Regions from separate parts of the Mus musculus genome. Here all the other regions are linked to region 4. A link is a contact called in public Hi-C, HiChIP or PLAC-seq and promoter capture Hi-C data. All regions are on one chromosome and are shown on one strand. Each heading gives the region's core, a stretch centred on a gene start, on an enhancer-like site or on the middle of the called end of the contact. The rest is flanking DNA. Distances are from core to core; before and after follow the strand shown.

Evidence for each region. Promoter capture Hi-C pulls out the DNA fragments that hold promoters and counts their contacts. Hi-C and Micro-C count contacts between places; a contact is called where the count stands out from the background. HiChIP or PLAC-seq counts read pairs in DNA pulled down with a chosen protein or histone mark.
Region 1: a contact with region 4 is called in a promoter capture Hi-C map of hippocampal neurons, with 2.8 times the contacts expected there. The contact joins the promoter of A730013G03Rik here to the promoter of Plxna2 in region 4. A contact is called at or near these places in 2 of 39 promoter capture datasets (the 3T3-L1 cell line and hippocampal neurons).
Region 2: a promoter capture Hi-C map of hippocampal neurons shows a contact between it and region 4, with 7 times the contacts expected there. The contact joins the enhancer-like site here to the promoter of Plxna2 in region 4. A contact is called at or near these places in 3 of 39 promoter capture datasets (the 3T3-L1 cell line and hippocampal neurons), 2 of 484 Hi-C or Micro-C datasets (the HL-1 cell line and cortical neurons) and 6 of 115 datasets of contacts at active chromatin or transcription factors (astrocytes, embryonic forebrain, embryonic stem cells and 3 more).
Region 3: a contact with region 4 is called in an H3K27ac HiChIP or PLAC-seq map of embryonic stem cells, with 7 times the contacts expected there. The contact joins the promoter of Syt14 here to the promoter of Plxna2 in region 4. A contact is called at or near these places in 1 of 39 promoter capture datasets (hippocampal neurons) and 1 of 115 datasets of contacts at active chromatin or transcription factors (embryonic stem cells).
Region 5: a contact with region 4 is called in a promoter capture Hi-C map of stem cell-derived epiblast-like cells, with 2.5 times the contacts expected there. The contact joins the promoter of Hhat here to the promoter of Plxna2 in region 4. A contact is called at or near these places in 2 of 39 promoter capture datasets (the 3T3-L1 cell line and stem cell-derived epiblast-like cells).
Region 6: a contact with region 4 is called in an H3K27ac HiChIP or PLAC-seq map of SST interneurons, with 4 times the contacts expected there. The contact joins the promoter of G0s2 here to the promoter of Plxna2 in region 4. A contact is called at or near these places in 3 of 39 promoter capture datasets (the 3T3-L1 cell line, embryonic stem cells and hippocampal neurons) and 5 of 115 datasets of contacts at active chromatin or transcription factors (SST interneurons, astrocytes, embryonic forebrain and 2 more).
Region 7: a Hi-C map of cerebellum shows a contact between it and region 4, with 1.9 times the contacts expected there. The contact joins the promoter of Hsd11b1 here to the promoter of Plxna2 in region 4. A contact is called at or near these places in 2 of 39 promoter capture datasets (hippocampal neurons and stem cell-derived epiblast-like cells), 1 of 484 Hi-C or Micro-C datasets (cerebellum) and 4 of 115 datasets of contacts at active chromatin or transcription factors (astrocytes, embryonic hindbrain, embryonic midbrain and 1 more).

Annotation. Positions count from the first base shown.
Region 1 is chr1:192,833,791-192,836,490 of GRCm38.p6, forward strand. It overlaps A730013G03Rik (RIKEN cDNA A730013G03 gene), which reads right to left and starts at 1,423. Exons shown (of 1, transcript NR_155503.1): 1 at 1-1,423.
Region 2 is chr1:193,314,858-193,317,557 of GRCm38.p6, forward strand. All of the region lies in intron 3 of Lamb3 (laminin, beta 3), which reads left to right. Among named protein-coding and RNA genes, the nearest start is that of Lamb3, 14 kb to the left of the region's middle. Within about 2 kb of position 1,329, at least 95 of the 459 cell types and tissues checked have an H3K27ac peak or open chromatin away from gene starts, as enhancers often do. A contact at or near this core is called in astrocytes, cortical neurons, hippocampal neurons and 1 more, where this site is marked.
Region 3 is chr1:193,034,473-193,037,172 of GRCm38.p6, forward strand. It overlaps Syt14 (synaptotagmin XIV), which reads right to left and starts at 1,303. Exons shown (of 8, transcript NM_181546.3): 1 at 1,151-1,303. The coding sequence starts at 1,163.
Region 4 is chr1:194,618,428-194,621,127 of GRCm38.p6, forward strand. It overlaps Plxna2 (plexin A2), which reads left to right and starts at 1,402. Exons shown (of 32, transcript NM_008882.2): 1 at 1,402-1,970.
Region 5 is chr1:192,769,911-192,772,610 of GRCm38.p6, forward strand. It overlaps Hhat (hedgehog acyltransferase), which reads right to left and starts at 1,309. Exons shown (of 12, transcript NM_144881.4): 1 at 1,070-1,309.
Region 6 is chr1:193,271,767-193,274,466 of GRCm38.p6, forward strand. G0s2 (G0/G1 switch gene 2) reads right to left here and starts at 1,422. Exons shown (of 2, transcript NM_008059.3): 1 at 1,223-1,422; 2 at 394-1,036. The coding sequence starts at 1,008. The coding sequence ends at 697.
Region 7 is chr1:193,240,982-193,243,681 of GRCm38.p6, forward strand. Hsd11b1 (hydroxysteroid 11-beta dehydrogenase 1) reads right to left here and starts at 1,379. Exons shown (of 6, transcript NM_001044751.1): 1 at 1,194-1,379; 2 at 351-481. The coding sequence starts at 1,281.

The DNA.
Region 1 (2,700 bases), core at 173-2,672, 1.8 Mb before region 4:
CGCTTCCTCTGCCTGCTTCTCACCCTCCAGGGACCACCCAGCTGCCACAGCTGCGAGAGGCCTATGGAGGGCTCGCCCTTTTGTCCAAACCCCATGGCAAGATGGGATTTGGAGGGGACCGGGACACGCGAAGAGGGGGTCACCGAGGTAGAGCGCAAGGGGCCGAGCGTATCTGGGCCCTGTCCGCTTTTCGAGTTGCGAGTTGCGGGTCCTGCTGAGCCTTGACTTCCTTTTACAGTCCCCACAGGAGACCTCCAGGGGCCTCGGAGGCCTGGCAGTAGTCTAAACACAGCGATTTGTTTTTTATCTGTCTATCCATCTGTCTGCCTATAGTTCAGTTGAGCTTTCCCATCTTTCTTCCCATGGGCTTTTAGCAATAAGCGAGGTGAGGCTGTCCAGTCGAAAGCTTGCAACAGAAGCATTAAGCAGGAATGTGTCCTTGACCCTCTGAGCCAGGGGAGACGAAGGCCAAGCTCTAAAGCCTCAAACTCGAGGGCTCCCGGTAGGGCCCTGGCCTCTCGCTCTGGTCCTTGGTCGGGGTCAGGGCGCGCCCTGGGGTGTCCAGCCCGGGACAGATAGAACCAGTGCTGACGCTTCTGTCAACTGTTGGAGGCCTAGGCCAAGCCAAAAAGGTCTGGAGTATAGAGTGAGGCCTGGCCCGGGGAAAGTTCCCCTGGTAGTTCCGAGGTGTGGACCCGGCTGAGAACAGGCGATGAAAGTTAAAAGGACTGTGGTTTCAAAGAAGGCCAATCTGGACGCTAGGATGCTGAGCGCGTGAGTGCCCAACCTCTGCAGGTGAACTGAGGCAGGGGCATCAGCATCCCAGGCCTGGGGACGCAGTCCCAGGCAGGCGCGCACCCGCATGCACGCACATGCACACGGCGTCACCGACATACGCCTGCACCCACTGTCTGTGCCTCGCGAGGCCTGCTGCCCCGGTGCACGACAGCCGGCGACCGCGCGCTCCTCCAGCCCCGGGCGCTCTGCAGAGCCCCCGCCCGGCCGCGCGGCGCTCGCTCCGGCTCTTTGTTATGTTAATTCCCTTCCCAGCTGGTGCCAGCTGCCTGCACAATGGGCGCCCGGAGCCCCGCCAGCCCTCGCCAGCCCGTGAGTGGGGGCGGGGAGGACCGTGCACCCTATGTGGATGGGGCGGGCTAGTCCCGCTGAGTGAACGCTGCGGGGCGAGCAGCACCTCCCCCCATGCCGGCGAAACCGCGCTTCTGAGGCCTGCGGAGCGAGCTCTGATGCTTTCCAGTCGCCGGGACTGCCTGCCCTCTAGGTGCCAGGGCTGGATGGAAAGTAAAAGGCTTCTGGGCGGCTCCAGACCCGTGAGGATGAAAGAGGACAGCCGCTTCCAGACCACACAGCTAATCCCGCCATAAACCTCGAGTAAATACCGGGAGAGAAGGAGCAGGCCCGCTACAGATGTGGAGTGCAGCCTCCGGGGATCCCCAAATTAAAACCCGGGCAGGAGAGGCACTTGGACCACCACCAAATGACACTAATTGGGTTATGGGACCATAATCTTAGCTGGTAAGAAAAAAATCCAGTTACAGTCACAGCTGCAAGGACTGTCTTCATAAAGCTGCAGAGGGAACGCGGGCTTTTTTTTATTACGCATAAACATGAGGAAGAGGCTCAGGGTCCCCGCCTGCATGGTGCGGAGAGGCGAAGGACTTTTGTGCCGGGAGCAGCAGCGCTACATGCCTGGCTGGCTCCGGGTGTGCAGGGCTAATGGGCTGGGAGTGGATGGGGTAATGTATTGAGCTGGGGAGCAAATCTGCCTGCAGGAATGTAGTTCCAGGATAGGAGAACAGTCATGGGCAGTGCGAGCGCGTGCAGGCGCGCGCGCACCCTTCCCCCCTCCCCCTACACACTTGGTGGGGAGAACAGATTAAACGATACTAGAATGACTGAGTTAAGCTTAGATCTATAATAACTGGAGTTGTAAGCCGGGCAGTGATGGCGCACGCCTTTAATCCCAGCACTTGGGAGGCAGAGGCAGGCGGATTTCTGAGTTCGAGGCCAGCTTGGTCCACAGAGTGAGTTCTAGGATGGCCAGGGCTACACAGAGAAACCCTGTCTCAAAACAAAACAAAAAAATAGTAGTAGTAGTAGTAGTAATAATAATAATAATAACTGGAATTGTGAATGAATTCTTACAACTTCCATGTCAAGAAACACTCACATGGACAAATGATCGGGGTTGCTTTAGGATTCTTCAGTGACAATTTCCAACAGCGACCCATGCCACCCTCATTGTGTATAGCCATCTTGTCTAAAGCCAGTGAAGGTCAGGCTGCCTGCAGGCTCTTACTGGTTTGAATTATAGCCATGGAAAAATAGATCTTTTTTTCCTTCAGCTGTTGGTTTTTCAAACTGTGAGAAGCAAGAGTTTGGAGCTGGCCAGCCTGGTGTCCCTGGGCAAGCTAAGAGTTTCCTTTATCTGGCATCCTCAATCACTGGCTTCGGTCACCCTTAGGAGCCACACAAGGAAGGAAAAGACAGCAGACCCTCATCTGAGACTCCAGTCACCCTTGGCCCCCAGATGCACATAGCCTCCAGGTGTGCCAAAGTGGCCAAGAGGTAGAAGGTTGACAAGGTGCAACATTTAGTCAGAGGTCTTCCTGAACCACCTATGGGCCTGTAAGGTTACTCCAAGAAACCCACTGGTTCAACAAGCTGGACGATTCCTGGGAG
Region 2 (2,700 bases), core at 79-2,578, 1.3 Mb before region 4:
ATGCCTCAAGCAATGTCCTGTAGGCCTGTCTCTGCCAGCTAGGGCCTCTGTGACCACAGCATGGACTTAGAAAGCCATTGTCAGGGGTAGAATTGATTTCCCACTCTTGGCACTAGGGACATCTTTGCTTTAGAGGGATCTGCCCTTTTTGGGTGAAGAGGAGAGGAGAGCAGTGTTTAGAAAATCTACTTAGTCTCGTGCGTAGTGGTGGCCGTATGACCTCTGTATGCCTTTAGTCAGAATTGCACAGGGTAGTATGGAGTCAGATGCCTGGTACATGAGTCTCTGCTTCATCCATCTAGCTTTCCTGACCAGTACACTGGGGATACTCACCATGTAAGATGTAGTATGTTCCCATCAGAGGTCTTGGAAGGGTGAGCCAAAGGTATGCCGGTAGTGCTCAGGAGAGCAGGCGTACTGCAATGTAATTTGGGGGTATGTGGTGAACCTGGGCTCTATAATCAGCTTTGGAAAATCGCCTTTCTCGATTTAGTTTAGACAGCAATAGAGCTGTCTAAACAGTTTGCTCTGAACGAGAAAGGAGATGAAGTTGAAAATGGCTAACTGCCCTGGAGCCTCTTCCTACCAAGTACCTGCTTCCAGCCCTGACTTTAGCCTTTTACTGGTTCTAGGGAGACTTCAGGAGACTGATCAACCCCATGTTGAGGAAGGGCTGTGGGGTGCCCTCTCTGGCTTCCCACAACTCTTCCTTTCCTGAGAGCCAGATTCCCCATCAGACCTCTGGTCAGTGTCTTCTCCTCTTGATTCTTTTGTCCTGCTGACACCCAGGCTTCTGTGGTTTTCTGGAATGATAAGCTCGGTCCAGGGAGTTTTAACCCATGTCATAACAGGGACAACTTAGCATCACATGTATCTTATGAAGCTGACATGAAGACGTGTGTTTTCTTTACTTTTATTTCCTTTTTAGTTTTTGTAGATTTTTTTCCTCCAAGACAGCAGGGCTTTTGGTTCGTTTTATTTTGTCCCTGGTTTCCTCCTTTGGGCCTTGGCTAGTGCCCAAGACCCTGGAGATAGCTTTGATGAAAACAAAGCAGCCCCCTAGATCATCCCTGAAGGGACTACATCTTGGCTAATCAGAGCTTGCTTTCCTATTCTTGCCTACTGTTCTTCAGAGCCTTCCAATGCACGCTCCTTCCTTCTCTGCTGTGATCCAGGCCCATAGGCTCTTGTTCATTCCTCTGCCCTAGTTTAGCTCTCTGGAAGGGGTTGTCTTTCAGCCAGATTGCTGAGATTCTAGAAGGCTCCAGGAGAAAGTCCAGCCTCTCCAGCTGGAGAGAAAGCAGGAGCCAAACTGGCTGGAGGCCTGGCAGGCTGGACTGATAAGAATGCAGCATCCCTTGGATAGCGCACAGGGAACATGCTGGCTACGTGACCCAGGGAGGGAGTCAGCAGCTGCTGGGAACAGCCATTGCTGTAGAGAAAGGGGCACATAGGGCCTGTGAGAAGAGACTCACACACACTAACATATACACACATTACACGGAAAGGGAAACTGAGGCCAGGGGGAAGGCACACAACTTGTCTTCAATTGAATTCCTATTGTAGCTGTTCTATTTCAGGCCCATCCTGCTGGCGAGTCAACAGCAGAGCTGCTTAAAATACCTGTCTGAAGCTGGGGCTTAGCTTCCCTTTGAGTGCAAAGCCAATTCCCTCTTCAGCCGTGTTACCAGACATGAAGCTCGTAGTGTATGAGCCCAGGAAGCCATCTGATCCCTCATCAGTACTTGTTCACGTGGGAGGGTGGTGGAGATGATTCGAGGCCCCCGTGCAGTCTTTATGACTGAGACAGCTCAGAGCAACGAGCCCACACTGACACCGAATATCTTTAACATATCTTATTTATAATCCTGTCTATATTCCTACATATAAAAGTCAATACCAATTATATAAAAGTTTAAACATATCACAAACTAACGAAAAGTGGGAAAGCCACCTAAAATCCTGTTAGAGAGATAATAAACTGATCTATATGCTTCTCAGTTGAAATAGGTAAATATTGGCAATTTTGTGTGTGTGTTTTCCCTACTATATTGATATATTTTCTTCCCAACATAGTCTGTTCCTTAAAAACTATATCTGAAATCATATTGTATGTATGAGTTTAAGCTTACCTTTAACCCACAAAACATAATAATGTAATCATTTCCCCATACAATTGCACAGTTTCTATAAACTCTTTAATAGTTACATAACTGTCATTTCGGAGCACCAAGGCCATTTCTACCATCTCTGGCTCCTTGTAAAATGTCCTAGGCTAAGAAAGAAAGAGCCTTGTGTTACGTGCTGCCATGGCCAGCAAGGGATGGGCTCAGCTCCCAGCCTGGGGTGGGGAGCTCTGGTGACAGCGTTTGCCAGAAGGCAGCTGGCCCTGTCTCTCCTCCGGACATGTGCTGAGTACAGGCAGAATGAAGTGGAAAATATGCATATGAGGCGGGGCAGAGTGAGGGGAAGGGCACACTCCCTCGCCAAGGACCAAATAGGGTCTAGGGGGGCCTCCTGCCCTAGTCTTCTCTTGCCCAGAAAAGATGACGCTAAATGCCCAGGCATTTCAGCTAGTAGCACATCTCTCATCACCATGGCAGCTAAGCTGAGAGAGCTGGAGAAGTTGGGTCCTTCCCAGAGTGCTCTCTGTGCTATGGGTTCCCCCAAGGTCATCTTGAGGGTCAGCACGAGCCCTGC
Region 3 (2,700 bases), core at 53-2,552, 1.6 Mb before region 4:
ATGAAACACACAGCTGAGTTAATTCTGGAGTTTGGTGGCTGGATCCTAAAGAAGCCCCCAGGCGTGTATACTAACAGAGACCAGTCACCTAAGGGAATTACTGTGCGAGGGGGAACACATTAAATGTAGGCAAGTAATGATTCAGCTACAGGTACTCTGTACAGGTCACGCAGGGAAGTTTTGGAAATCCTTTTTTTTGTACTGAGCTCATCTAAAATGGAAAACAAGATGCTGTAAGCATCACACCTGTGTGATACTAACTGCACAATATGCTCCTTAAAAGCAAGGCAAATTCCACTCCACTCCAACTCCATGCTCTCAGAATAAGAGGAAAATACACATCGGTACCACTTACCTTACCCAATTCGAATCAAGCTACTTGTGAAACATTTCTGTTGCCAATCTTCTGGGTGCGTTTGTCATAAATAGGCATTTGCCTCTCCCCGGAAAAAAGCAATTGTGAGGGTCAGATAAGAGGGTTGACCTCACGAAGATGTCCTGGCCCCCCTATACCCGTCAACCGAAGGGGACAGCGTGGTTATCATCGGCCCAGAAAGCCCGACAGGAGCAGCAGGATGAGCGGATCCCACAAGGGCAGCCTCCCGCTGCCGAACAGCACGGCGCTTCTCAATACCTCAGAGCCTCATTCACCTCAGCATCTCGGTATCTCAGCGCCCTAGTACCTGAGCATCTCACTCAGTACCTCAGCGCCTTAGTAACTGAGTCTCCTCAGTGCCTCAGAACCTCAGCGCCTCATTTACCTCAGAGACTCAGCACCTCAGTGTCTAAGTACCTAAGTCTCCTCTGTGCCTCAGAACCTCAGCGCCTCATTATCACCTCAGAGACTGAGCGAGTTGGCGTCTAAGTACCTCAGCGCCTTAGTACCTGAGCATCTCACTCAGTACTTCAGAGCCTTAGTACCTGAGCATCTCACTCAGTACTTCAGAGCCTTAGTGCCTGAGCATCTCACTCGGTACCTCAGCGCCCAAAGTGTGTAGGCCAGTGCTCGCGAGGGCCGCACGCCGCGCCTAGGCCGGTGTCCCGCATTAGCTTCCCTTACAGTCCGGACCCGCAACCCGCACCTCGGCCTCCTGGGCCCTGCGCTCGCTCGCGGGGCGTCTTCTCCGCGCATCGCTTGCCTTCCACTTACCTTCGATCGCCATGATGCGCTCGCCATGGACCGCACCAACCACGCAGGGAGAGCGGGGGTAAGTGCTGGAGCTTGCTCTTCTTAGGCCTCGGGCCAGAGGGGCGGGAACGCCCCGGGGCCAGGCAGCTGGGCCTCCAGGAGCTGGGGCGGGGCGGCGGGGTGGGGTCGAAGCTCCGGAGCAGGCGGCGCAGGAAGCGGAACCTTCCACGGTCGCGCACCGTCGGCACGTGACACCGCCCCGCCCCCGGCCCCTCTAGGCCCCGCCCCTCGCAACAACTATAGTTTGGCCCACAACCTCGACTTAACCCATTCCCATCTACCTTCCCAGGCCCCGCCCCCGAAATATCCACAACCCCGCCTACCACCCTGACCCGCCACGCCCGCCTCTTGCTGGCCACGCCCTCACCTCCCCCAACCCCCTCTCCCCCAGCCAGTGCAGGGTCTCAGGCGGGCGTTCCCAACAGGTGCAGACAGAGCAGAGAGCAGCCTCAGCAGCCAGCCTTCACCAGGCTTCCAGAGCGGCTGGACAAGCGGTCAGGACCACGGACAGGTCTCCGCACCCAGGAGGTGCCAGATTCCCTCTCAGCGAAGATCTATTCAGTTTGGTTTGGTTTGCCTGAACACTCACCTCAGATTTCAGCCAGCCAGTAGAGACAGCTTCGTGGCACAGCAAACCAGAAAGAGGGATCGTGAGGATAGTCTCTGTCTCTCCCTCCTTCCCTCTCTCTCTTCAGCCTCATTTCTAATGTGACCCAACTCCACAGGAGCCTGATGCCTCCTTGGAGGAACGAGTTCCCCATTTGTCTATGCATTGCAAGCACACATTTGAAGCCACACAATTGTAGGTGTTGCACAGACGTCTTGACAAAGGGCCTGAAATGCATGTCATGTACCCATTTTTAAGTTTGCAAGCCCTTGAGCATGTGAACACCCAAAAGCCAACCCCGAGCAAACTAGCTACCTAATCAGCCCCTCTCCACTGTTTATCCCGCTTCGTTTGGGTACTTTAAAGGCCGGATGGAGGAGCCTAGAAGGATAGGGGATTAGTGATTCTTCCTTGTGGAGAAGATGGTCACTCCTAGAACAGGTGGCTATATTAAGGACAGAAACAAAGAAGAAAATATTTTCCACTTATTATGTGAGGTTGGACTGTAATCTAGAGCAGAAACTGCCTTTCATTGCTTTTATATAACTTCTCCCTCAGTCGATTGATGCTCAATAGGCATCGATTCTTTAACATTTTTTTTCTACATTTGCTTATTTATTGGGGCAGGACCTTCGTGTGAAGGTTAAAAGACAGTTTGCAGAAGTTTGTTCTCATCACCATATGACCTCCAGGGATCAAAATCAGGTTGTCAGCCAGGCTTGGTAGCAAACATCTTTACCTTCTGAGACTTTTCCCTGACCCTGTTCTTTAATGTTTTGACTAGTCCAGTGAATATCTGTTGATCTAGGCATCATATAGAGAACTGGCTGCAGGGGTAGAGGAGATGGATCAGTTGATAAAGTGCTTGTTGCACAAGCATGAGAGCTTGAGCTCAATCCACACC
Region 4 (2,700 bases), core at 152-2,651:
AGCTAATTGGACCAGGTATCCAGTGTGGTGGCATATATTTTTGAGTCTAGCACTTGGGAGGCAGAGGCAAGCACATTTTTGTGAGGTCTTAGCCACTATGGTTTGTAGTAAGGAGTTCCAGGACAGCCAGAGATACATAGTGAAGAAAACCAAACCAACCAAACTACCAAACAGCCAACTCTACATCCCAAAATCCCGTGTCTCTAATATAGTTGATGAAAGTGATCTTCTCTTCTCTTCTCTTCTCTTCTCTTCTCTTCTCTTCTCTTCTCTTCTCTTCTCTTCTCTTCTCTTCTCCTCCTCCTCCTCTTTCTTCTTCTTCTTCTTCTTCTTCCTCTCTCTCTCTCTCTCTCTCTCTCTCTCTCTCTCTCTCTCTCTCTCCTACTGAGAATTCAGTCAACTGTTTTTATATGCTTTCAGAAGCATCCCACATCCCTCTTTCTTTTTATACCGGTGAAGAGTATGGCCACAAGAGGGCAGTAGGGGACATTTGTCAGACACTTTGATGTGTTGAGTAAACTCGGTGTGTTCAATCTCCATCGGGGAATTCGAAGACCCTGAGACCTTGCAGGGGTATAGCTTGCACAGGCCCTCGCGGGAAAGCCGTAGCCGCAGTTGCAGATTCACAGACTACGAACCAAGGAATCAAGACCCGTGAGCGCGGAAGCAACCAGGACTGAAAAATCCTCTTTTCTGGGGATATTAAAGTTGTCTTAATCTTCTAGCCATTACCCTCTGCCTCCAGTACGAGGCGGGCTCGCGGGTCTGGATAATGCAAACGCTCCTGGTACTATGGTTTCCACAGCACCCACCCGAGTCAGCCCCTACCTCCTTTTCCAATGGAACAGGAAACCGGAGATGCAAAGCCAGACTCCTCTTTAAAATGTAGAAATAATTATCAACAACTTCAAACCTCTTTTGACAGCTCGTTGGCTTTCTAGAATTTGTAGGGTAGAGAAATTTGCTGTTCCGAAATCCGACACCCCATCTCAAGCCCATCAGTAATATATGTCCCTCCACACTCACCCCTAGCTCACAGGTGAAGAGAAAGGAGGGGAGGCTTTGCTTGGTGACAGGTGACGCCACGCGAGGGGATGGGGTGCTCTCATCACTCTGATCCCCTCCCGAAGCCTAGCCAGCTGGCTTACCAGGCCCCAAGACATGAGTCCCTAGACCCTGGTACAACCTTTCTGGGCCCTTGACTACTGACAGTGTCTGGTGGTCCAAACTGAGCGAGCAGAACGCCTGCAGAGCCGTAGCTCTGCCGGGTTCTTGGGTGGACCAGCTAGGGTATTCGGTCTGCGCGGGCGGGGCGCGTGGGCGGGGAGGGGGTTAACGCGGCCTCTATGATAATGAGCTGAGCGGTAATATAGGAGGCCGGCTGAGGGCGCCGCCACCGGAGCTGAGCTGAGCCGCGCTGCGCGCAGCACTGTCCGCGCAGAGCCGAGTGGGGGCGGCTGGAGCAGCTGCTGGGATCCTTCAGCTGAAGACGAGCGATCAGATCTGGTGGACCCGTGAGCCGTGGAGCCGCGGGGAGCTTATGGGCCCGGTCGCAGACAGAGCTGGCAGCGGTTCCTGGAGGAAATAGGGCCGAGCAAGCCAGGAGCAGAAGGGAAGGAAGCGCGGGATCGCTGATGTCAGAGCAGCCCGGAAAGTCGTGCTGGAGAAAACTGAAGACACCCGGCTTTGAGCCGCCCCGGAGGGACCCTGCGGGACCCCACGCCCCTTCACAACCGGGTCCCTGCGCACAAGCGACTGGGACGAAGACGCGAGGAACCATTCGGGGGCCACCCCAGGAATACAGGCAAGCGGCCGGCGCGGGCCGAGGATTTTAATGATCCTGGGTTACATGTGGAACTGGCTGCCAGTGTGACTCCCGTCAGGCAGGACTGGGCGCACGCTGCCCTGGGCAACCGCCAGTTGAGCGGACGAAGAGGGGACGCAGGGACAGACAGACACTGCCGAGCTGGGTAAGCAGCGCCCTCCGCCCTTTCCCCGAGCGCGCTCCCGCGGCGGTTCCTCCGGCGCAGCCTCCTCAGGTCCCCTTGGGGTCCCGGCCCCGGCCCCGGCTTGGTTGTGGCGGCGAGTATACGCGCGTGATCCGCCACTTTCGCAGCTGCAGTCTCCTGTCCAGGCTTCCGGGCCATAGACTCCAGCGGCTCTGGTGGTTCCGGCGCTCCGTGGCGCGCTTATAGCGCGCACCTGCCGGCTGTCTGCAGCTCTGGGGAGCGCCTGAGCGACGAGGTCGTCCCAGGGTTGGAGCCCAGAGAGGGCCTCCGTGGCACTAGCAAGATAGCCTGGAGCGACTATGGCCGGAGGCCGGTTGGGGGGCGTTCACCAGGCAGTGTAGTCCCGGGTGGCCGCTGGCTGTTCCAGTGGTTCAGTAGACTGGGAATCACCGGGAAGGAGAAGGCATCCTTTGCGTGCGTTCCGGGAATCTGTGAGAACGGTTTGGAAGCACTGTAGTTAAGTGTTCCTGTCCCCATCCCCCATGGCATAGTGCCCAGCTGGGGCCAGCCCCCTTGGTTTGAGCAACAGTGGTGCTGGTTGAAGTGGGAGTTTGTCCAGAGTCCAAGAGGCTCCTTAAAGCTCATTTCCCTCCATGTACTCTTTTTTGCCCTACCTCACGAAGTGATAGGATCTTAGAAAATTCCAGTTTCTTTTACTCATAGGTAGTCTTCGTAAATGTTCATCTTGAGC
Region 5 (2,700 bases), core at 59-2,558, 1.8 Mb before region 4:
GTGACTCTCCAAGAGAAAGCCAAGTAAAAACCAGGTAAAGCCTTTGTCCCCAAAGAAGGCTCCAAACCCCAGCCCCTAGCATAGACAATTCATTGGTGCTGGTGGCCTTGAAGGGTCTTGGAGAACACAGCTTGTCTTTCTGGGGTGCTGTCAAAACAACACATCCATCAGAACTGTCCTTAGCCAGCACATAAACCATCCTACGGGGAGAGAAATCACAGGGAAGTCGGAACATGAAGAATAGAAGCCAGAAAGAATGGACTTCTAGACCCTGAGTGAAAGCGCACAGCCCTTCAAAGCTTTCCCTGAGCCGCGTCCTGTGGCACTGGAGCAGATGCTCAGCTCTACATAATAGAACACCACACTGAACGGAGCAGACACACTGCATAACGCTGTCAGTCCCCACACGTAGAAGGCCCTGATCTAAAAGCGGCCAATAGCTGTTGAATCTGGGGGAGGAGAGCCTGCATAAAAACTGGTGTCTCCCAGTCTTGCCACTGAACAGATGAGGGAAACTAAGTCCAGAGAGTTTCTGGAAAGCGAAAGAGATCTTTAAACTGAGAACTGGGGCTCGGTGGTTAAACATTTGCTGCACGGGTTTGTTGGCCCAATTTCAACACACACACACACACACACACACCACGAAGAAAACAGAAATCTCTGAGCTGGGCCGGGTGGGGGCGTGGGGAGGGCCTGTAGGCGCCCTTCCTGCAGGGAGCAGCAGGGTTCTCGGTTCCCGGGACTCCGTGCCTTTGTGTCGCCGCCCTCCAGCACGCGGACACGGACACGGGAAGCGGAAACGCTATTGCGTTTCTCCCCCACGTCAGCGGCGAGCCTCCCACGACCTGCTGCGGCACCCCAGCCAGCCCCCTGTCTCCGCGCAGGTTAAGTCGTGGCAGCCTTTGCAACCACAGGCCCCTGCACGGCCGCCAGCTCCACGCGCGCCCGCCGCCAGCCCCCGCGCGCCCTCTGACCCTGCGGGGCCTCACCACCCACGCCCCCTCCTGCTCTCCACGCGCGCCCCCGATGCACGGCTTTTCCCCTGTCTGTCTCGCGCGGGCGAAATCACCTGGATCGCAGTGTGCAGAGCTGGGCGAGCGGGAGAGAAGGCGTCCCTGCACCCCGCCGCGCTGAGCCGCGGCCCGGGAGGGACTCGCGAGCACAGCGCGGGTCAGAGGCCGCGGGGGTGAGCGCCTGGCCTGAGATGTTGTGCCCGGGTTCCCGAACGCAGGATTGGCCAGGGCTCTGTACATTTACTGGAGCCGAATCATTACACAGGGTCCCACCAGAACCTCAGGCTCCAGGATTCTTCCGGTCCCCAAAGGAATGAGTCTGGGGCGGGGGTGTGTACGGCCTGCCCTGCTACAGGAAGATGACTTAGACCAGTGAAGGGCAGACTAAATAGAGCTGGAGAAATCTCTGCAAAACCGACTTTAAAATCATCTTCACTTCCACCTTCCCCAGCACCAACTAAAACAGCCGGACCAGGAGTGCCAGGTTGCCCAAAATAAAAACACAGGGTGCCAAGTTAATACTTTCTTGGTATCATATGGCCTTTGTTGTTTGGAAGACGTAATATACTTTCTAACAGTTCCTGGGGGTTGGAGAGATGTGGCTCAGTGAGTAAGGGTTTGCTATGCAAGTGTTAGGATCTGAGTTTAATCCCCACACTGAAGTAAAGAGCCAGGCATGGCTGGTGTGCCTGTAGCCCCGTCATTGAAGGTAGAGACTCTATCGAACCCCTAGATCCTGACCAGCTGCCTTAGTCTAAACAGGAAGCCTCCAATTAGAGGCTAATGCAGACCCTGCACCACAAAAATGAGGTGAGGCAAGAGGAAGATGTGGAAGCCTTGCTCTGGCCTCTTCAGGAGAGCACCCAACATGCATACAACATATATGTCTTGTATATTTGTAATAACAGTGTGCCTTGGTACCTGACAAGTCTGGTCACTGTAATAAAGCCCAGGGTTTGGCCCAGAAGGTGCCAAAGTGTTAGCTCTGCTCTGGGACAGTCAGAAGAGGTGGTCCTCTTCTGTGTCAGGTTCTAAATGGCCTGTTACTGTGGGTTCAATGCCATTTAAGTCTAACTCTTTTCTACATGTGCACAGTGCTCATTTGAAGACATAAAATAAAGTCAGGTTTGGCTAATGTAAATCAGAAACATCTGTGTAAGAGAAAATACTCCAGGCTTGTGACCCAGCTATACAGCCAAGACAGGAGGATCCGAAGTTCAAAACCAGGGCTACAGAGTGATTTTGACAAACTGTCTCAAAATGTAAAAGTAAGCATTGGCAGAGGAGACACAGCTCAGTGGTGGAGCCTTGCCTCACATGCAGAACACCCACAATACCAAAGCCCAAAGCAAGACTAAGCAATGAGCTGAAGAACGTGCCGGCGGGGAATATTCCAAGTGGTACTTCTTAGTACACGTGGATTTAAAACAGTTGATGGAAACATCAGAATCCAGTTGCACGTAGACAAGAGACTTGAGTGTGGGAGTGTATTTTGACAAAATTATCTTATATTCTAAGAGACTGGAAGCTTTGCTGGGCTTCTCGGGTGAAGTTAATAATATACATTGAGGTCACTCAAGACTACTTTCTAGTCGGCCTGTTTGTTTAACTTGCCTTTCAGAGAACAATGTAACAATGGGCTTTACTTGTCTTGGGTTTCCCATATAACCAACTTTCACAATCTAAA
Region 6 (2,700 bases), core at 172-2,671, 1.3 Mb before region 4:
ACTCTTCCTTCTGTCTTTCTTTCTCTCTGTTCTTCCAACCTCCTCCCCTCCTCTCCTTCCCTTCCCTGTCTCCTCTCCTCCTCACTCTAATATTTAAGCAGAGAGATCAGCCATAGGAATCTCCAGCACAATGGAGTAAAAGACAAATAACTTTTTCTTTGCTCTAGAAATCCACTGGTTCTCTCTCTCTCTCTCTCTCTCTCACTCAAGGTCAGAAATTGATTTATCTTGTGATCCAAAAAATGCTAACTCCTGTACCATGTTTAGAGTTTCACTCTTGTGTGAGTAGAACTGTCTTGTGCCAGGCAGTATTCAAGCCCCAGGTATGAAGCAGGACTAGCCACAGTTCTGGGTGAGAGAGTCATCTCACCTCCCAAGAATTAAATAATGAGATAGAGTATAAAAGGTTTTTATTTCAAAATGCAAAACGATAGTCATTGCAATAATAATAATAACAATAAAAATAACTGTATAAAAAGCCTGTCTCCTTCTCTAATGCAAAGTGATAGCTCCTTGATTGCTCGCACAGCCTAGGGCAAATCACAGTGCGTGCTGCACAGCAGCAAATCAGTCCCAGACCCCTTAGGTGATCTGTGTGGGGTCAGTTCTGGATTCGGTGGCACCTTGAAACAGCATGTGACTCTGTTGCCCACCTGGGTCATGATCTGTGTCTCCCTTCTCTGTCAGTCACCGGCCTTAAGAGGCGTGCTGCCGGAGGGACAGGGCCCGGCTGCACAGGGTCGCCTCCTGTGCCTTGCCTCCTGCCAGCAGGGCCTGCTTGTGGAGGGACTGCTGTTCACACGCTTCCCGCAGCTCCACCACTGCAGCCTCTTGGTCGCGCAGACGGCTGGCGGCTGTGAAAGGGCTGCACACCGTCTCAACTAGGCCGAGCACCACACCGAAGAGCGCCAGCACACTGCCCAGCACGTATAGCTTCACTAGCTTCCCTCGGGGCTTCTGCGCCATCATCTCCTTGGCCAGAGGGATCAGCTCCTGCACACTTTCCATCTGAGCTCTGGGCTGTGGGTGGCTGGGCCTGCAGAGTTAGCAGAGAGGAATGGGGTTGAGTTCGGGTGAGGGAAAGAAGCAGAGAACAGGGAACCCTAAACACAGAAAGGGGGTGGCTGCTGACTAGGGGAACTCGAGCCCAGGGGAGAAGGCAGCTGGGGGAGGGGGTCTGGTGTCTCTTGCCCACCCTCGGTTCCCGGGCCTGGAGGCTCACCTAGGGTGCAGTGGGAAGAGAGGCAGCACTTGCTGGAGAAGGTCAGGCGTCCTTGCGTCAGACTGGCTTTGGCGTTCTTCTTCCCTCAGCTGCTGCTCTTTGGGAGGGACACTCCGCAGCTGCAGCGCTCTGTGAACAGAGTCCTTATATCTTTTGTCCGGGATCCGCCTCCTGGCTCACTGGCCTGAGCCCTGACTGCAGAAAGAGAAGCGGGGCGGGAGTGGCAGCGGGGGGTGGTGGTGGAGGGGGAGGGTGGGGTGGGGTGGGGGTGGGGAGGGGTGGAAAGGAAGAACGGGAGGGGCGCTGCGGGGGACCAGGGAGGTGACCACGAGTAGTGCACGCCCCTGCTGTGTGCGCCCTGAGACCCTAGCCCGCTGGTGCTGCAAAAACTGAAAGCCCAAGGCACCACTTCAGGGTGCAGCTGAAGAGGAGACCACCAGGTGACGGTGTGGCGTGCTTCCCTTACAGGACACACTTTCTAGTCTTGTCTGTTGCTCTGTTCCCTGGCCCAAGCTCCCCTGTAGTCCAGGAGGAACAGAGACAGACCCTAATGAGGGAATCTGGGGTTCGTTTTCGTTCAGAAAGGTCACCTCTCACCAGTCAGGGAGGGTGTGGGTGGAAGGGAAGGCAACAGAGGGAACCTGCAGTGAGCAGGCAAACCAAATCGAAAAACCGTACCTCCAGGGAGTAGAATGTTCTTCCAGAGTGCTGCTTTCTTGGCTGTTAGGTTTTGCTAAGACATGAGAACAGCGGGAACATTGCTAGTTACCTAATAGAAAGATTTTCTTTGAGGGTTTGAGAGTTTCTTCTAATGCATAGAGGTGTGTGTGTGTGTGTGTGTGTGTGTGTGTGTGTGTGAGAGAGAGAGAGAGAGAGAGAGACATGGAGAGGGAGAGGGAGGGGGAGGGGAGGGGAGGGGAGGGGAGGGGGAGGGGGAGAGGGAGGACAATAAATTAGCCTCAGTAAGGTGCTTCCATAGTTATTTCTGTATTACAGGGAATAGTTATTAAACCCAAAGCACATATCTGTAATTCCAGCAAGAGGCAGGAGGATGGTGAGTTTGAGCATAACCTGAATAAACTGAGATTTTGTGTCAGAAATCAAAATATAGAGGGTTATAGATGTGGTTTTGTGGTGGAGTGCTTGCCTAGTATGTGTTAGGCTGTGTGGGTCATATATATTTGTACACAACACACATGCACACACGCACACACAAATTGCCTTCTCTTCTATGTTTACTTGAGAAGTGAAATTGGCGGTAAGCCTTAAAGAAGGCCCGTGGAAAAAATTGTCTGTAATGAAAGTATTTCACCCTCTTACAGTGATTCCATGCCACCCTTCTCAGGTTTGGGAGAGTGTGCCCTTAGAGTGGGGATCCAGGACGGAGGACACTCTCTGGAAGCTGGTTAGATTAAGATTAAATATGATCCCCTGGGTGGGGGTGGGGTGGGCTATAATTTAGCTGTGGCTATCGGTGT
Region 7 (2,700 bases), core at 129-2,628, 1.4 Mb before region 4:
TCCAAATGCATTGTGGGTGTGGGTGCTTGTTTCTATGTGGGTAGATCGGAGTTTGAGTGTTGTATGACCTAGGGCTCTCAAACTTGTGAGACTATGGGGCATGCCAACATAAATAAATGCATGAGCAGATACAGGAACCCCAGTCTCTGAATACATGTATCTGCACAAGGGCAATGTGTATGAACAGGTACAACTATGAACATACACAGTCAAAGAACTCTGTGGCTACCAACACCAAACACATGCAAGTGTGTGTGTGTGTGTGTGTGTGTGTGTGTGTGTGTATTGGGTGGGGGGGCAAGACTTTGTACATTAAGTGTGAGACTATAAGGGGGACACAGAACACTCACCTTCTGGAGACCTTCCTCCGACCTGGCAGTCAATACCACATGGGCTCCCATTTTTGACAGATGATATGCCATTTCTCTTCCAATCCCTTTGCTGGCCCCAGTGACAATCACTTTCTTTCCCTGGAGCATTTCTGGGGAACCACAGAAGCCGTGAGTGTCCCCAAAGCCTTGTCTTGCTTTCCATACTTAGAGGTTGTGAGCCCAGATCATTTTATCTCATGCTGTAACCACTGAAGCTGCACTTGCGGTTATTCATAAACAGGCTCTCAAACATGGGTTTGGCCTGGATGTCCAGAGCCGAGCCATCCTGCTATCATTTCTAAAAATCTCCACACGCAGAGATCATAGAGACAAGGCCAGAGAGGTCAGAGTTTGGTGAAAGTACCCAAGTTCAACCCTTTTGTCATAATCTAATTTTGCTAACTTGAAAGGGAATTTAAAAGAGCATCACAAAATGTGTTCACAGAGATTTCAGCCCATCTACTTAGTCATCAACTTCATAACCCTTTTTTTTTTTTTTTTTGATTCTCGGCTATCAGTATCTCCATGGAACACAGCTATCTGGATGAGCCCTGTGTCTGGGTACTACCTTCCCTTCTGTAGATCTGACATCACTTTCCATGCTGTAGGTCCAGCAAAGCATGACCTCCTTGGCTGTAAGGCTCACCCCCTCCCAGTCCTCTCCTGCCCACAGTCTGTGGCTGGAGGATACAGGGTTACAGATTCAACATTAGGGTTTGAATCAGTGATGTAGGGATCAAGAACACAGCTAGAACTTTAGGAACATTCCAGCACCTCTGTGTTTTAAGCCTGTTTCTCCAAATGAGACACAGTGGTACTCACCTGGTCTGAACTCTTCATTTGTAGAATAGTAGTAGTAGGCCAGGAAGAGCACCAGGATCGGGAGGAGGTAATTTTTCATAACTGCCATCAAACAGGGACCTGGCTCAGGGCGCCCTGTAGGACACACGAAGAAAACCTGCAGAGCTTTCTACAACCTCCCAGGCAGGCAGCAGCCTCTGAATTGTGACATCAGGGACGGGGGAGGCTGGAGTAGTCTCAGGCAGCACTAGCCAACTTCCCTGTCAGAGCAACGATTGGCTTTGGGTGGGATCCCATTCGTCCCTGGCAGCCTGCGTGGTGGATTTCATAATGGACAATGTTTACTCCATTTCATTGAGTAAGAGGCAACTTCCAGATGGCCAGGCTCATGACTGTGCAGGGCTGGGTTCCTGAGCATCTCCTACTGCGACATCCTTTGCACACGGCAGAATGGCCTTGCAAGAATGGCTTGTCAGGGAGGGAGGGGGAGAGGGCAGAGCAAGGGAGGGAAGGAGGAAGGGAGAAAGAGAGGGAGGGAGGGAGAGAAAGAGAGACAGAGACAGAGATACACACAGAGAGAAACAGCACCTAAGAACCCCTGAGCATGTGGGGCTTTGGGGAAATATGAATGATATCAAATAGAGCTAAACTCAAGCCAAATCTCACCCTTGGCCCCACTCCCCAGTCAGAAGCAATTAAAAATAAGAACACAAAACAGCAAAATAAGCTCAAGGGAAAAAAAATGTGCATGTCTTAGGAGAAAAAAGAATAAAGCAAACAAGCCATATAAGCCCCACACTCCAGTTCAATGAAAAAGCATTACAACATCAAAGAGAAGTTGCAACCCAGCCAGACCCAGATGGCGGGAAACCCAAGCTCAGTTCAAGACTCTCAGGCAAGTGCAAGGGAGCTCACCCTTATTACTTTAACAGAGAATGAAGAAGGAACAATGGGCCCCAAAACGGGAAGAAAGGCAGCAGGTTGTTAAACTGGGTTATGCAAATGCTGTGGAGCAGCGAGGAACAGAAGAGGATGCTGAGAAAAGGAGGCCAGACTAGAAGATCTAGACCATCTTTGGCTATAGCCACACTGCTCGCTCATAAGCTGCAGTGCTAACCTTTTGACCTCTACTTTGAGTCTGGGTCTCAGTTAAGTTGATCAGGCTTGCCTGGAACTTGCTCTGTAGCCTCAGACTTGCGATCCTCCTGCCTCAGCCTCCCAAAGAGTTGGGATTCCATACCTGTTGCCATAAAGTTCCAAGGGATGTACTTGAAGTAAAACTAGCATAGAGCATCCAAGTCCCAGGTAAAAAACGATCCAACAGGAGCATCAAGACAAGAGACACTCTAGCAATTAAAAATGTGTCGTTATGACAAGGCAGAAATAATCACCTTCTTTTATGTGTAGCAAGATTTTATTAAAGAATAATCCTCAAAGAGTTAAAGACACACCACAGTTAAGTTTTTCAGCTTAAAACTTGCCACCCGTGTCATGAAAATCACCCAGAACAAAGCCAATCCTGAACTGT